Regions from separate parts of the Lactuca sativa genome. Here region 2 is linked to region 1. A link is a contact called in public Hi-C data. All regions are on one chromosome and are shown on one strand. Each heading gives the region's core, a stretch centred on a gene start, on an enhancer-like site or on the middle of the called end of the contact. The rest is flanking DNA. Distances are from core to core; before and after follow the strand shown.

The links. Hi-C and Micro-C count contacts between places; a contact is called where the count stands out from the background.
Region 2: a contact with region 1 is called in a Hi-C map of bud, with 9 times the contacts expected there. The contact joins the promoter of LOC111911961 here to the promoter of LOC111911960 in region 1. A contact is called at or near these places in 3 of 4 Hi-C or Micro-C datasets (bud and leaf).

Annotation. Positions count from the first base shown.
Region 1 is chr4:230,766,800-230,769,499 of Lsat_Salinas_v11, forward strand. It overlaps LOC111911960 (NEDD8-conjugating enzyme Ubc12), which reads right to left and starts at 1,431. Exons shown (of 6, transcript XM_023907725.3): 1 at 1,277-1,431; 2 at 439-552; 3 at 256-364; 4 at 86-164. The coding sequence starts at 547.
Region 2 is chr4:231,016,112-231,018,811 of Lsat_Salinas_v11, forward strand. It overlaps LOC111911961 (NAC domain-containing protein 71), which reads left to right and starts at 1,387. Exons shown (of 6, transcript XM_023907726.3): 1 at 1,387-1,548; 2 at 2,433-2,624. The coding sequence starts at 2,456.

The DNA of each region.
Region 1 (2,700 bases), core at 181-2,680:
AAATGGCATATAATTATATGTTGAATGAGAAATTTTGTAAAAAAAAAAAAATTAAGGAAATGAAAGTGTGAAGGGTGTTTCTCACTTTAGTTTTGCATTTGACCTTTGGTGCTTCATGGGGATAGATGGATGAAATCTGGAAGGTGAATGTAAATGTGCCACCTCTGAAATCAAGATAAGAAGATAATCAGTTAGATAAAAGAAAGATGAATGCATATAAATTAATACACATATGATTTTGTTGCATATACTTACAAGTAGTATCCATCATCAGGCCTAATGGTTACTTCAAAGTTCATGAGATCATCTTTTCCATTTGGGAATGATATGCTACATGTCTTGGGTAGGTTTAATTCACTTATATCTGCAAAAAGAATAAAAAAAAAAAAGATGAATTTTGCAAAAGCAGAATCATGATTTGATTTGAAGTAACTTTACCTTTGTGAAGACGCAATTCGCCTGCACTTTGCTTCTTAACAGGTGGTTTGCCATTAGAATTTTCTGCAAGTTCCCTTTGTTTCTCCTTAACTTTGAACAATTTAATCATTATACCTATAGTAAAACAAGAGAGAATAAGTAAAATTAGTGCAGAAAACATTAGTATTTATGTATTGACCTTTATAAAACAGATGTACACACAAGCAAGATCCTGTGATATTGATGATCAAATCACAGCTGCTGATGGAAGCATGGAACTAGCAACAAAATGAAAATAAATCTAGAAGATAACAGAATTTCACTATCAATCTCAAAATTTGAACTCTAAACACTATTTGATTCACAGAAAAGGAAAATATGTTCCCCAAATACTACAGATTTCACATTTGAGCAAAAGAACCAATGAATAAGATGAGATTTTCACAGAATCTATCATGAAAGTCAGCGTAAGGGTAAAGCAAACTATAAGAAAACAATTAAAGGAAGCTTAGCAACTGAGGAAACAATAAAAGCCCAATAATAGCATCGGTTGCCAAAATTAGGGCACAAAATCAGTTGCCGGAATATTTAAAGGCGGAAACTAATCCAGTCAAAAAACAACTACTAGCTAAACCCTGAACAAGCAAATCCAAAACGAAGAAAGTCGAAAAAGATGCTTAGATCAAACCAGAACAGAGAGAAATGAGCTCACGATTAGTCAAAATCAAAACCTGAGCTAAAGAATTGTTTCTTAAAAGCTACCAATATTGCGATCTGATCGAATAACACGGAAATCAGGCGTGTTTATTCAATAATTATATGCATGTACATGTGATTTACAAGCATAAAGGAAGCTAACCTGTTGGATCAAAAGCCGAGTAAAAGGAGAGAAGAGAGGAGGAGAGAAAGATATTTGGGATTTCGGGGAGAGGGTTCTTATCGAAACAGATGGTGAGAGAATCTACACGAAACGACGCTGAAAGCAAGTCTACTATTTGGAAATTTGGCTTCGTCTATTCCTAATAGTGATGTATTTGTTATTTTTCTTGTTATATTATTATACTTCAGATTTTTTGTTATATTTATAGATTATTTTATATGAAAGCATTATCTTTTAAAAACTATACTATTATAGTAACGAACCAGATTCATGTGTGGCAGCAAATAAATAAAAAAAAAAAAAGAATAAAGCCCATCCTCGCCGGTGTCGTGCTCCGCTCGTCCCCTCTCCACCATCTCGAGGAAATTGTTCGTTCCAACAACGAACGTATGGCATGTGAATGTGAAAAGGTGGCGGAGGTGCTAACTCCACTTGTCGCATTATAACCTCTAATGAATTATGGGTCATTTGATCAAGATGGTAGTTACTTATAATGTGATGGTATACCCATGGATGACATAAGGGTCATTTGGTCAAGATGGTAGTTGTTTATAGTGTCATGGTATACCTATGGATGACATATGGGTCATTTGATCAATATGGTAGTTGCTTATAGTGTCATGGTATACCCATGGATGACATATGGGTCATTTGGTCAACATGGTAGTTGCTTATAGTGTTATGGTATACCCATGGATGACATATGGGTCATTTGGTCAATATGGTAGTTGCTTATGGTGTCATGGTATACACATGGATGACATATGAGTCATTTGGTCAATATGGTAGTTGCTTATAGTGTCATGGTATACCCATGGATGACATATGGGTCAATTGGTCAAGATGGTAGTTGCTTATAGTGTCATGGTATACCCAACGATGACATATGGGTCATTTGGTCAACATAGTAGATGCTTATAGTGTCATGGTATACCCATGGATGACATACGGGTCATTGGTCAATATGGTAGTTGCTTATAGTGTCATGGTATACCCGTGGATGACATATGGGTCATTTGGTCAGTATGGTAGTTGCTTATAGCGCATGGTAACACCTATGGATGACATATGGGTGATGGTAACCCATGGATGACATATGGGTCATGGCTGTGGTGGTAAAATGTGGTAATTGCTAGATTAAAAAGGCATATATCAATTGTGTCAGTTGTGTATTAAAATAGATTGATTTTTCTTTTAGTTATGATTTTTAACAAAACTACCCTTACTAATCAAATTTGAGTCATTGTATGTCTGAGGACAATTTGGTCATATTATAGTCAACATCTTTTAGGCGCCATAATTTTTCCGACGAAACACTTCGTTTCAGTTCTTCAGTCTTATTTCAGTCAGTTGCAAACAACCCCAATTTCAAAATTCCAACAGTCAAAAAACCCTAAAATCAT
Region 2 (2,700 bases), core at 137-2,636, 250 kb after region 1:
ACATTTTCATTAAAAGTTGGTACCTCCTCATGAATTGGCGCGTTTTCATCCATCTGATCATATGGATCCTCATGAGGTGGACTGTCTGGAGTTGGCTGCTCCTTGGGGCATAGCTTGTTCAAAAACGCATCATTCAAGGTCTTGTTCATTGGAATGCAATCACTATCTTCAATGTTATCGTCCAAATTACATTGAACTAGCTTGCACTTCATCTAGGTCAATGCCTCCTTCTGTCTCAACATGCAACTCTTCTATTACTTCACCTACAACAAAAAACTTGTCCTCGGGGGGGGGGGGGGGGTGCATACTTCAACTATCTCATCACGAATCCATTGATGAGCATTAACACCAACATAATCCATGTACACAGAAATTACACAGCCACAATCATACCCTACTCCGATCAATCTCATGGTAGTATTTCTTAGTTGCTATTATCCTCAATCAATCAGGGAACTCAATATCGGGCATGCAAAAGTACACATTAACACATGCCTCGTTTGCAAATCTTTGAATGAACAATAAAAATTCGTTTTTGTCCATTCCAGCAAAATCCACATCCTCAAACATCTACTCTGCTCCATCTGAGTAACTGATCACTAGATAGCTCGTAAACGTACTGGCAAAATGAAGATCGATCTTCATGTAGACGCCCATAGCAAGAATCCAATGGAGACTTTTTCGAGGAACAGTAGAAGAAAAGAGAAGAAAGGGGCAGATGAAACTGACTAAAGAAGAATATATCTTGTAGAGGAAGGGTTAAACATCTCATTTAATGAACATTACGTGATATGTGATTTGGCGTATGAGGTGGCTTTTTTCTAATGGCATGTACAAGATAACCTGCTGATTGGGATAGGGGTCACCGGGTGACCCCTTAACTTTTTAGAAAATGACATTAAAAATCGGTAAAATGTGAATTCATGTCTTTATAAAACCAAAAAATAACACAATGGACTTTTTAAACCGAAATACGTAAGTTCGTAAGGCTACAGTGACATTTTCCCTTACTAAAATGACCAACCATTTAGTTTGCCAAGTCCATCGTGTTTGTTTTTTGTTTTTTTTTTTTGTTTTGTATTTTTTTTCGTAAAATTGTTTTATGAATTATCACCATTACAAAACCCTTCAAAAAAGAAATTTTCAAAATGTTTTTTGCAAAGTTTTTTTGTAAATATATATTCGAATATGATCACCTATCAAACTATTACACTATCCATTCCGACCATTTTATTGATTAATTAATGATTAATGATTAATGATTTTGTGAATACAATTTTGAAGATTTCGTACAAAGTAGCGACGACCGGATTCAATAAGACGTGCTACACCACTTAACTACGGTCTACGGCGGCTTAGATTTTACCAAAAGAGCTAACCTAAGTACTAACCCATTACAACCATAGTTAACATTCCCCCTTATATATCTCATAACCCCTATCACTCTTCCTTAATTTCATTAAGCAAACACACACACACACACATTACAATTTACACACACAGAGTCGGAGGAGCAGACGCCGGAGTCTTCTACTCCGGTCGCCGGAGGTAATCTTCCCCGTTGACCAACCTTCGAGTCAACGGTCTATCACTGTATCTGCACCCAAATCCACAGAAAACCTGGGGTGGACCGGGTCAGCCAACCCTTTGTGGGGTTTTCTGTGACTTCGTGTGTAAATACATCCCCGATCATCTGGAATTATACATTCTTTGAGTAGTATTATGCAAATCATTGGTGTTTTTTGAGTGTTCATGCCGTGGATGTGTTAGTATTGATGTTTCTCTGATGTTAAATTAAATATGCTGTTCTGATGTATAGGTCGATCGATTTATGTTCATATTTGTGCTATTGTTTTGTGTATCTGGTGTTAAAGTTGTTGTATTGAATGATTCTGACAGGATTTCCGTTTTCGGTGTTTTTGTTTCGATGATTTTGACTGTGTTGTCTGATTTCTAATGCTTCTTCGTTTTAAGAAATAATCTAACAACGTCAAATCAATAAATATTTCCTCCCTTTCCTTTTCCAGCTTGATGAAAAGATCGATTATTTGTCTCGAATTCTGATTTGCTCTTTGTGTTCGAAGGGACAAAGTGATAAGTTAGCAGATCGATGATGAAATTTGCACTCTGATAGTACAATCAAACGTTTATATCAACTATTGAAATAGATAAAGTATCCTTGAACTTTATTGATTCACTTGATTAGATTCTCTCAACTTGTATCAAGTACATCAAATCTAAATGATAGATAATTTGCTTTAGCCTTTATGTGTATCTTGTTTCCGATTCTTAATTCATTCAGCTCCAATTCTGAATTTCATTTTCTAACTTCAATCATAATAGGTTACCTATTCAGCTTATTAACATTTTAGAGTTAAATCAAGTAGAAATCATGAATCCCAGTTTAACCAACACTTTCATTTTTCATGTAGAGAATTAGATTCACTTCCACAGAATGTGTCCTCCAGCATCCTCCATTCTTCCTGCAACTCAACTTGGTGACTACTTAACAGATGAAGGGATCTGTAAGTTCTTGATGATGATAAAAAATGGATCCTCCTCCTTACCTGACTACATACTTCCTGATGTGGATCCTTTCCAATTCTCACCTGCAAATTACCCTGGTTAGCATGATAGCATCCATGTTTATACATATGTTAAAGCTATTATGCTCTTTTGTATTTCATACTTATAAAAGAT